Linked DNA regions of Canis lupus: region 1 is linked to region 2. A link is a contact called in public Hi-C data. All regions are on one chromosome and are shown on one strand. Each heading gives the region's core, a stretch centred on a gene start, on an enhancer-like site or on the middle of the called end of the contact. The rest is flanking DNA. Distances are from core to core; before and after follow the strand shown.

The links. Hi-C and Micro-C count contacts between places; a contact is called where the count stands out from the background.
Region 1: a Hi-C map of blood shows a contact between it and region 2, with 4 times the contacts expected there. The contact joins the enhancer-like site here to the promoter of ANKRD46 in region 2. A contact is called at or near these places in 2 of 9 Hi-C or Micro-C datasets (amygdala and blood).

What each region holds. Positions count from the first base shown.
Region 1 is chr13:2,875,141-2,881,195 of UU_Cfam_GSD_1.0, reverse strand. The region is part of intron 3 of YWHAZ (14-3-3 protein zeta/delta); the gene reads left to right. Among named protein-coding and RNA genes, the nearest start is that of YWHAZ, 16 kb to the left of the region's middle. Within about 2 kb of position 1,520, at least 3 of the 20 cell types and tissues checked have an H3K27ac peak or open chromatin away from gene starts, as enhancers often do. A contact at or near this core is called in blood, where this site is marked.
Region 2 is chr13:2,538,516-2,544,336 of UU_Cfam_GSD_1.0, reverse strand. It overlaps ANKRD46 (ankyrin repeat domain-containing protein 46), which reads left to right and starts at 2,458. Exons shown (of 5, transcript XM_038555201.1): 1 at 2,458-2,583.

The DNA of each region.
Region 1 (6,055 bases), core at 271-2,770, 340 kb before region 2:
AATCGTGGGACTCCAGGATCACGCTCTGGGCTGAGGGCGGCGCTAAACCACTGAGCCACCCGGGCTGCCCTACAAATGCTTTTCTGAAAAACACCTGCATGCTGATCCAAGACTGATGAACTTGTCTGCTCATATTTTTTTTTGCTTCTGAAAACATAATAAACACCATTGCCCAGAGTTTAGAACGTAGACCTGCTTGGACCACATTTAACCCAGGGACATTAAAATCTTACCTCCAAATGCATTATTTTTAAAATGCAGTTCTATGGAATTGACAGTTGAGGGCAGTATTATGTATAGGAAGGCTCTAATATACTTAACAAGTTCTCAATTCAGTAATTTGAGTACTTTACTAAGGTGTTTGGAAGATGTTTAGAAATAGTGATATATTGAGGACTACTTTTCAGTTTCCCCTTTGGTTGTTTTTATTTGATAGGCTTATCAGGCAAAGTAATTGGATCAAAGGGATAAGACTTGAAGAATAATCGTGTAATTTTTCTAAAAATAAAGGAAACTGGGGCAGCCCTGGTGGTGCAGCGGTTTGGCACCGCCTGCAGCCTGGGGTGTGATCCTGGAGACCCAGGATCAAGTCCCACATCGGGCTCCCTGCTTCTCCCTCTGCCTCTCTCTCTCTGTGTCTATGAATGAATAAATAAAATCTTTAAAAAAAATAAAAATAAAGGAAACTAAAATATGTACTACCTTTTAAAGGTATGGTAGAATCTAGCACAAGCTGTGCAAACTTTTGGAGTTTGAAATTTTTATTCATTTTATGACTTTGAGCTAGTTATTCCATCTCTAGCTTTATTTCCCCATCTTCAAAATGGCAGTGAGGATCTACCTTGAGGATGTTTTGAGAATTACTGACTGAATACACACCCATGGTGATATTAAATAACAAATATACTGCTTAACCTTTTTTTGTATCTCTGATGGTCACTTCAGTGTTGTTTAATTAATTTTGAGGTTAAATATAAGAATTTTGATTAACTGCTTAAACTTCTTATATTTAATGTTTATTTTATAAGCTCCCTGTGCTATTAAAAAGTATAATAAATATTAAAAGCCCCCCCCCCTTTAAAGATTTTATTTATTTATTAGAGACAGAGAGAGAAAGAGGCGCAAAGGCAGAGGGAGAAGCAGGCTCCATGCAGGGAGCCCGACCTGGGAGACTCACATCCTGGGCTGAAGGTGGCACTAAACCGCTGAGCCACCTGGGCTGCCCAAAAGCCCCTTTTCTTAAAAAAATCTTGACAACTTAAGAAAATGAACACAACCACAAATAACAAAGACTTCATGTTGGTTGAATGTGAAAGACTTCACCTTTTTTAAAAAAGCAACGGATAATATCTAGTCCCACTAGGAAGTTCATAATAATATAGAGTGTGCATGTGCAAATTAAAAAACTATGAAAAATGAGGCATTTTAAACAAGTGTTTTGTGGTGGAAATACTTGGTTAGCGACCAGCCCAGGTCACGGTTGATGCCAACTCTAAAAAGGGTTCTGCGTCAGAGGAGGAAGAGGAAAGCCCCTAAGCATGTCAGAACAATTTTAGCAGTTAACACCTAGTGCTCTGTAAATTCTCCTACCATTTACTTTTTTTTTTTTTTTTTAATTTTATTTATTCATGAGACACAGAGACACAGACAGGCATAGGGAGAAGCAGGCTCCATTCAGGAAGCCCGATAATGGCACTTGGTCCCGGGACTCCAGATCACAGGACTCCAGGATCACACCCTGAGCCAAAGGGTAGACGCTCAACCACTGAGCCACCCAGACGTTCCTCTGAACCTGATTTAACTTAGCAATTCCTCATCCCACTTAACTGTGAGTCCTTTCAACCAGCTGATTTTTCAGAAATGCATACAAAATGTTCTAGAACACCAGGCTGTCAGCATTTTCTGCAGATGTTTTTTGATTCATTTTGGGAGAAAACTTCAGGGAGCAACTACTATAGCTGTCAGCAGGAATTAGGATTACGTTTTTGATTTTTAATATTCCTTAAACACCAAGGTTAATATATCGTGGTTTTCTCTAATTCAGTTGTTGACTTTATAGAAGTTAAATGGTGAGGATTTGCCATTTATTTATTAATAGAAAATGTATTCAGTTAAGTGATTGATTAGAATTCATTGATTAGAATTCTCTCTGATCCCATCCTTGAAAGTTAAGTAGCTCTGTTTTTTCATACTAAATGACCTTATTCATAGGACACCTAAAATTTTATTCTTGTAGATCAATAAAGCATAGGAAGGTGAGTTTAAGTCAAAATGTCTGCAAATTAGTTCTTGAAACAGCCCGATTCATTAGCATTTTTGGTGAAGCATTTTTCTAATTGGTTGGTTGGAAGCAACTAAGTTGCAGTTCAAAGAAATAAGTCCATTCCAGCCACAAGGGGGAGCAAGAGACTAATTTCCAAGTTGATGGGCTCCTATTGGCAACAAAAAAGCCTGCTTTTTTTAGATCTAGGAATGATAAAAGGCTCCGTGGCTCTGCAGAGTAAAGTGAAAGTTCTGGGAATATTCTCTGCACAGAATTATTCTTGCTTAATTCGCAAGACTAGAAATTTGACTTTACGCAATGTGCTGTAATATTGGAATTAAATTTCCTGTTGAGGTTATTGCTAAAAATGACTTCAGAATGTTGCAAGTTTTATAATAATAAATTGGGAGTTGAACTTTATAGAATCATTGAACTTCAGGCTTGAAGAAGCATCCACCCTAGATTTTTTATTTTCACAGGTAAGAAACTGAAGCTCAGAGGTTCAGTGACTTCTATTAGGTCATACCCTAAACATAATATTTTCTATCTCTTACTGTATCACCTTAGTTGTAGACTGAGACATGATGTTTACTCTCCTACAAGTATGAGTTATTGGGGATTGTTGGGATAACTGGAAAAATTACCTCTTTAATTCCATTAAGAACAATGGCTTCAAATTTAGACTATATTTTAGGATTCTAATACTTAAATGGAAATAATGAGAATCTCATTTGAAAGCCTTTGTGCCTCAGCTTCCTGCCCCCTTTTCTCTTTTAACCACTGGAATTTTTCATGCATGATTTGTATGAAAGCCATTTATCTGTGTGTTAACCTCTCTTCATTTCTTTTCATGGAAGAGGGCCATGGTAGTACAGTCTAAAACAGAGGAATGGGTTATGAGAGCTTGATCTTTCCCATTCACATATTTGGTGAGGTCAAGTCAAAGGAGACATACTCCAGGCATATTTTCAAATTGCAGTCCATAAAAGTCTCATTAGGGGTTCATTTGCTTTGATATTCTGGGGGCTATTTACTGTTTGCTAATGACATTTTATGTATATTTTTCTTAATGGAAATTAAATTTGGCGCTATTGGTGGAATACTCTAAGAAAAAGTAAGAACCTCCTTTCTAACCCTTGTATTTTTGTTTATAAATGCATCAGCACTTACCAATCCAGTAAGGAAATTTGAAAAACACAATTGAGCACAAAAAGTATATGAGGATGGAGAACAAAATCACTGGTATTGTCATTGTTCTAGAAATACTATTAAAAAAGATTTTTTTTTTAAGATTTTTCTTTAAAACATATATTTTAAAGATTTTATTTATTGATTGATGAGAGACAGAGAGAGCAAGAGGCAGAGACACAAGCAGAGGGAGAAGCAGGCTCCATGCAGGGAGCCCGATGTAGGACTCGATCTCGGGTCTCCAGGATCACGCCCCTGGCTGAAGGTGGTGCTAAACCTCTGAGCCACCGGGGCTGCCCAAAACATATTTTATATAACATATTAACCCAAAGAGAAAATAACCTTTTTTTACATATGGTAATTAAATTTTAACTAGTTGTCTTTTTTAACTTCTCATTTTGAAATAATTTCAAACTTGGGAAAAAATTGGAAAAATATATGAGTATTTCCCATATATCCTTTACCTGATTCCCTAAATGTTAACATCTCCTATATAACCACAGTATAATTATCAATTTTTTGTGAAATAATTGTTGAAATAAAACTGTATAACCTGTAGAATTTATTCATCGATAGTACCACTATATCCTAATTCTGGTCCAGAATTCAACCCAGGATCACACTTTTCATTGTCCTGTCTCCTTATTCTCCTTTATTCTGGATCAATTTTTAACTGCTTTCCCTTTTGTGATTTTGCCACTTTTTTCAAGAGCACTAGCCTATTATTCTGTTGACTATCCCTCAATTTGATTTTCTCTGAGTTCTCGTAATTCAGATTGTGCATTTTGGGGGAAGAATTCCATTTCCTGGAAGTGATATTGTGCTCTCTAGGAGACACATATTATCATCCTGCCACTTTACCAATTAATATTTAGATGGGACATTAAACTGCTGAGGACTTCTAGAAACCCCCTGTGATACAAAAGAAAGTATCAATCAGTTGAATTTTTTTTAAAAGATAGACACCCCATAGTATGTTTTGCCAAAGGTTATGAACAGAATGTATTTTGCCAAAGTACTTTCTAAATGGGTTATGTCATTTTCTGATGAATGAATTAACTCTTTGAAAGGGGGAAGAGGGCAGCCCCCCGTGGCACAGCGGTTTAGCACCGCCTGCAGCCTGAGGTGTTATCCTGGAGACCCAGGATCAGGTCCCACGTCGGGTTCCCTGCATGGAGCCTGCTTCTCCCTCTGCCTGTGTCTCTGCCTCTCTCTCTCTCTCTCTCTCTGTCTGTCTCTATGAATAAATAAATAAAATCTTAAAAAAAAAAAAAAAAAAAGAAAGAAAAGAAAGGGGGAAGATATCCCAGTTCTGTAACTTATTTCCTTTGAAATACGTTGTTCATTAGCTGGCTTCATGTATAGTAATTGGCAAGCCCAAGTCACAGCACATAGACCAGTAAGTTAACTTAAGTGCATAGTGACTATTCTTTAGGGCTGAAATAAATGTATATATAAATACTTTATAATAGGTATTTGTTAATTTTTAAGAAAGTAAGGAAGAGGGAGGGACACCTCCCTGGGTGACTCAGTGGTTGAGCATCTGCCTTAGGCTCAGGGCGTGATCCTGGAGTCCCAGACCCCAGGATTGTGGACTCCCTGCAGGGAGCCTGCTACTCCCTCTGCCTATGTCTCTGCCTTTCTCTCTCTCTGTCTCTCTCATGAATAAATAAATACAATCTTCAAAAAAGGAAAAGAAAGGAAGAAAAAGTGACCTTGAATTTAAAGAAAATCTAAGGAATAGTGGTGGGGTAGGAAGTGTTCATGCATTAGAGACATTTTCCTGGGATAAAATTGGAAGGAGGGCTTTGAAATTAATGCTGTGATGAAACACAAGAAGACCCTATCTCTGTTGGATTTTTATCTCCCTTAGCCTCCTTTAGGGTCATAATTACATAAGAAACCTGGAGCTTTTCCAGGAGTCCTGCAACCATGTTAGGATATATATGTACCTAGCCTGCCCCTTGGCTGCTGTTTCTGAATATAGTTGACCCTTGCGCTATGTGAGGGATGGGGTGCAGTTGAAAATTGATAGACTCCCCCAAAACTTAACAGCCTACTGTTGACTGGAAGCCTTACCAGTAACAAATAATCTGTTAACATATTTTGTATGTTATATGTGTTGTACACTGTATTCTTAAAATTAGAAAAAAAATGTTATTAAGAAAATACATTTACAGTACTCTAAAAAAAACACTTATAGGTGGACTTGTGTAGTTCAAACGTGTTATTCAAGGGTTATTTGTATATGTGCTTACAGAAACCAAACACTTGTCATTTTTAGCAGTTTCTTAGGTATTTAGAGAAGCAATACATTGTTTTTACTCTTTGCAAAATAATCATTATCTAACAGTACCAACCTTAAGAATTTCTATCACGTTTTGTCTCAACTAGAAATTGGGTAAGATGATAAACTCTTGGGCAGCCCTGGTGGCCCAGTGGTTTAGCGCCTCCTTCGGCCCGGCGTGTGATCCACGTTAGGCTCCCTGCATGGAGCCTGCTTCTCCCTCTGCCTGTGTCTCTGCCTCTCTCTCTCTCTCTGTGTGTCTGTCAAGAATAAATAAATAAAATCTTTTAAAAAAATGATAAACTCTTGATAGTCTT
Region 2 (5,821 bases), core at 1,209-3,708:
ATAACACTTGGTCCAGTTGTAATTACAGGTACTCTTCCCCAATGGAAGTCTCACAATCAGAACTCAGGACCAAATAGATTCTGGCATTGAGGAAGAACAGGCAGATTTACATGAAGGGAATAGAATTTGAGCTTCAGGACCCTGTAGGGGTCTGAATAACATCCTCAAAGATGTCCATGACCTAATCCCCAGAAACCATGTTACCTTGCAATGGGAAAAAAAGACTTTGTAGATGTGATTAAGTTAAAGACCTTGAGGTGGAGAAATTTTGGATTATCAGGGTGTGCCCAGTGTAAGCCTAATAATAAGTCCTAATAATGAGGCAGGAAGGTCAAAGTTAGAGAAGATACAAGAGTAGAAGCAGAGGTCAGAAGGAGAAATGATGCTACATGGCTGGTTTTGAGGATGGAGGAAGGGGCCACGAGCCACAGAATATGGGCAGCCTCTAGAAGCTGGAGAGGGTAAGGAAATGGATCCTCTCTAGAGCCTCCAGAAGGAATGCAGCCCTGCCTACACTTTGATTTTGGCCCAGTGAAACTGATTTTGGACTTCTGACCTCCTGAACTGTAAGATGATGAATTAGTCATTAAGTTTGTGATAATTTGTTACAGTGACAATAGAGAACTAATACAGCCCCACCCTCCCTTGTACAGGTTCCTTCCAAGACCCTGGAAGGAACTCTGGAAATAGGTTCACACAGTCAAAAGTTTCTGTAAAGTTTGCAAAATTAATATAGTTTAATTACAATGAAGACTGCTGTCTATTTCTACCCGGACTTCCCAAGGCTCTCTTCTCTCTTGAGTAGCACTGGAGTGAATATAGATATTTTGGGGCTCTTGCTAAGCAGAAATGCAGTTGGGGATACTCTGTTTTGCATTTAATGGGATTGTCCATGTGGTTTATGGTCACATGCAGCATTAAGTTATTGTCAAAGTGGAGGAAAGGCTTCTCTGAACACTCCTAGTGACCAGAGTGATGTGCTATAGTCCCCACATGTGGTGCCGTGGAGGATTCACAGGACATGAATAGTGCGCATTTCACTCCCTTAATCTCACCTGAGAAAAAAAGCTGTCTGCACAGTCCCTGCATTTTTTCAGATCAAACAAAAGCATAACTCATAGAGGGGAAGAAATATATTTGAATAGAAGTAATAAATACGCTCTCAGATTGTTCAGTAAGCCAATTAATGAAGAGAAGTGCATCCTATGAACATATTGGGAAAAGGTTTAAATTCTTTGTAGATTTGACAAAATTTATGGGCATCAATGAAGATATTATAAACTCAACCCAAACCACAAGGAAGACATCCATGACAAATTGGTTAATAAATGTCATCCATTCAAATAGTAATTAATACTTACGATTAGTGACTGCACATGAAAATGTGAAATGCCCTGAAGTCATAATTTTTTTATTTTTGTTTTAAGATTTTATTTATTCATGAGAGACACAGAGAGAGAGAGAGAGGAGAGAGAGAGAGAGAGAGGCAGAGACATAGGCAGAGAGAGAAGCAGGCTCCATTCAGGGAGCCCAATGTGGGACTCCATCCCAGGACTCCAGGACCACACCCTGGGCCCAAGGCAGGCACTAAACCGCTGAGCCATCCAGGGATCCCCCATAATTTTTTAAAAAGTGGGCTCCATGCCCAATGTGGGGCTTTAACTCATGACCCTGAGGTCAAGAGTCAGATGCTCTATTGACTGAGCCACCCAGGCACCCCCTGAAATCATAATTCTTATATGAAAGAAATTTGAAAGAGATTCTCTCAAATTTGACAATGATCCTAAACATTTACATGACTTTACCAAGAACACACTGTTAGACTGAATAATAATAGCTCTTGAGTGGATGGACATGAGATCCCAGAAGGTGGCCTGGTTGGGCAAGTGGTGCTAGAATTCAGAGAAGGGATAATCACTTTGCAGAGGAAGTCTGTAGGAACAGAGCTGGGAAACTTAAATGTTGTATATGTATAAATGAACTTCCACCACCCTGCTATCCACCACATTTTCAGTGAGATTTGGCTGTATACATCTTGCATTTAGTCCAGGAATCCTAAAAAGTAGGATGTAAATATTCAAACAATTTTTGACACAAAAAAAGCGTCATATTTTTAGGATTATGGCAGTCAGTTGCTATTATGAATATATCCATCTGAGTTATTAGCCTTACCTAGAGGTCGGTGACTATGGATGCTTACAGCTTTTAATAAAAGTATCCTTGCTTTGAAGCCTTCATTTAGCTGAGGGGTTGGGATGTTAAATATTTAGAAAAAGGACGTGAATAGTGCAAAATGCTCCTGAACTCAGGCTGGAAAAACTTCTTCCTAGGCTGTCATTGTCTTCTGCCCACGCGCAGGCTCCGTCCTTTCCCGAATTCGAGCAGGCGCCTTCGGAGCGGAGCGTCCGGTTCTGGGGAAGCCGAGTCGCCGCGCGGGCCTCCCGCCTGCAGGGGGCGCACCGTCCGGCGCGGCGTGAGGCCGCTCTAGCCCCGGGGCAGCCCGGCCTGTCTCTATGGCCCGCCCCTCTCCTCCTCTCCACCTGCAGCCGCCGCCGCCGCCGCCGCCGCTCCGCGGGGTCGCAGGTACGTGGGCCGGGGCCCGTGGGCGGCCCCAGGGCCGAGCCAGCGACACCTCCCCGGAGAGCCCCGGGCCGGGGCCGGGGCCGGGGCCGGGGGCGGGCGCGAGGCTGCCCGGGTGCCCGGGTGCCCTCGCCCCTACGCGGCGGCCCTGAGGGAGCCCGAGCGGGCGTCGCGGGTCCGGCGGGCGGCCCGGGCTGTGCCGCTCGTGAGGGCCGGGGCGAGGCCGGCCAGGGCTCTCGTGCTGTCGCGGGGAGAGGCTGCGGGCGTCGCGGGCCCGGGGCGCGGCGGGAACGCGGCAGCAGGCGGCGGGCGAGAGGAGGGTGCGGAGGGTGCGCGGCTCGGCGTGTGGAGGCGGCGACGAGGCCGGGAGGCGGGTGTTTAGCCTCCGGGTTTCCGGTCCGTGCTCTGCCTGGAGGGAAAGGGACGCGTATTCTTTAAACTTGGCTGCTGACCGTAGGTAAAAGACGCACTGCTGCTAGTGCTGGTGCGCGGTGTTTAAGACGGTGAGGTGCTAGGGAGGAGCGCCCCGCTTCAGCACCGTAGGAGCGGTGGTACGGGAATGCCGGTCGTCCCCATCTCCGTGCTCACTAAGTGTCCGGCGTGGTGCTCCGTGTTGGAATACCTAATCCCTCTGATCAATCCTCGCAGCAGCCCCGTGAGGTACCGTTTCCATTTTACAGATGAGGAAACTGAGCCCGGAGAGTCTGAGCAAACTTGCCGAGGGTCGGGCAGCCAGCAGAGGGAGAGCTGGGTTGAGCCGAGCCTCCCCTGCCGTTCTCCAGCGTCCTTGCTTCTGTTCCCTGTCCAAGCATGTTCCAGAGGGATTTGCTTGCGTGTTTGTTTAATTTGATTCGTAGCCTGAACGGACTTCTCGCAGCCTTAATTTTCGTGGCTATCTGCAAAAGCCCTATCCCAACTCCTTTTTGGTTTTTAAGGAGTTTAATGAGAAAAATGTTTGCTCTTTGAAGATTGTAGTGGATAATAAGTTAAGCTTGGTCGAAGCCCTCACCGCTATCCATGCACTTTGATGTGAAATAGACGTGGGTTCATTTGGCTGTTTACAAGCTTCATTACTTTTCTTCATTACTTGTGCTTTGATACCGTTTTTAGTGAGTTCACTTTGCCTTTGCAATGTTAGGACAGTAGTGCTGAAGGAAAATGAAGATTTTTTGATGACCCTAAGTTAATACCTCCCTGGATATAGGAAGGATATTGGAGAGCCTGAAGATTTTTGGCATGTTGCTTAGAGCATATGGAGTCACTTACTAGGAAGGATAAAGAATTTCCACAGTTCCATGAACGTCAGAAGTGAAGTCCTATTTCCCTTAAGGAGGGAGATTGGATACTGTAGTCTCTCAAATCTCTTAGCCTTATCAGGATTTAAAAGTTTGCATATTCAGTATTCTTGTAGCAAATGTATATTGAGTGCCTTCCATGGCTGGACATTGTTCTACACACTGGGGATGGAAGCCTGAAAAAAACAAAACAAAACAAAACAAAAAAAACAAAAAACGTGTCTTTGTCTTCATGGAGCTTACTTTCCACTGGAGGAAGTGAGAGTGGGTACAATAAACAAAATAATTTGAGAAAATTAAAATATATCCAGTCAGAAGGTAACTGTTGCTAAGAAGAAAAATAAAGCAGCTGAGGGGGATAGGAAGAAGCAGGTGCAGTTTTAAAATAAGAAGCAGATACAATTTAAAAATGAGGAAGATTCTTGAACAAAACAAACACAACAACCATGGGGCTGCCTAGGGGAGGAGTATACCAGAGATTTCCAGCCTTACTGGAGGACCAGCAAGAAGGCGGGTGCATTTGAATGGAGTAAGGGAGGGCAGGATGGGGTCTGAGAGCTAACTGGTCCTATAAAGATCTTGGCTTTTTCTCTGAATAAGGAGGGGAGTGGGTGGAAGGTTTTGAGCAGAGGAGTTGGAGGATCTGACTTAATGTTTTTAAAGAGTCGTTGCTCTGCCTGCTGTGTTCAGAATTGACGGGGGCAGGGGGTGGTGGGCAAGGATGGGAGAGGGGAGACTGGTTGGAAGTTGGTTCAGGAATCTAAACGAAAGGTGATCGGGGCTTAGACCAGGTGGTAGTTGCCAGGATTTACTATTGATGGATTGGAGGTGCAGTGTAGAGGTAAAAGAATGAAACCTAACTCTAAGGCCTTTGGCCTGCTGTTGGAAGGATGGAGTTGCTGTTTACCGAGATGGGGAAAATTTAAGGGCAGAAGAGATAAGGGGAGGTGGATAGAGTGGGAATTAAGAGTTTTAGATGTGTCTGTCAGGTTTGAGATGCCTGTTCACATGGGATTATATGAGGCTGGAGTTTATGGAAAGATTGGGACTCGAAATAGAAATTTTATTTAAAACCATGAGATTGAAAAACAAGACAAAACAAAACGAGATTGTATGAGATCCGTTCTAAAGAAATGAAGATTGAGCTCTGGGCTTTCCATATTCAGTGGTTGGGGAGATTAAGAACCTCAAAGAAAGCCTTTGAAGGTAGGAATGTGGAGTGCCGGAAGCCAAGTGAAGAGAGTGTTCCAGGAAGGAGAAAGTGATCATCTGTGTCTCCTCTTGCTCAGTGGACAAGTTATGTAAGATGAGGACTGTGAAACAGCCGATGGATTTAGCAATGCAAAGGTCCTTGGTGACCACGCAAGAGCATTTTCAGAATAGTGGGGGAGAAACCCTGGGCTAAAACCTGGTTTATAGAGAGAATGGGAGAGGAATTGGGAGAGGAATTGGAGTCTATAAGTAATAGACAACTCTTTAGAAGAAGTTAGCTATAAGTTTCTCATATATAAATTATTAGAAAGCACTGTAGTCATTTCCGTGGTAAATAATTTTACTTCCAGCTTCATCTGCTTAGCAGCTGGACTTGGATTATTTTGTTAATGACTGGTAGAATTAAATAACTATACTACTACTGATAATAACGTATTATTAACCTTCAAAATCAATACACCTAGAAGCTTATCCTTCGTATATAACACATTTCAGGACTCATGAAAATGCTTAGGTGGAGTGTGTTCTTTTGCCACTTTGTTCTTACCTTATGTTAAAAAATAATTAACTTACAAGTGTTATAGGCTGTGCATTTAAAAATAAAAATACATGCATCCAGAAATTGGATTTATTTTGAAGTGTGCTATCTCAATAGTAGTAAGAACTGACTGTGCCGATATACATCCATTCTGTTATAAAAATTAATTCATAAGTAACAAAATAAAACTACACTT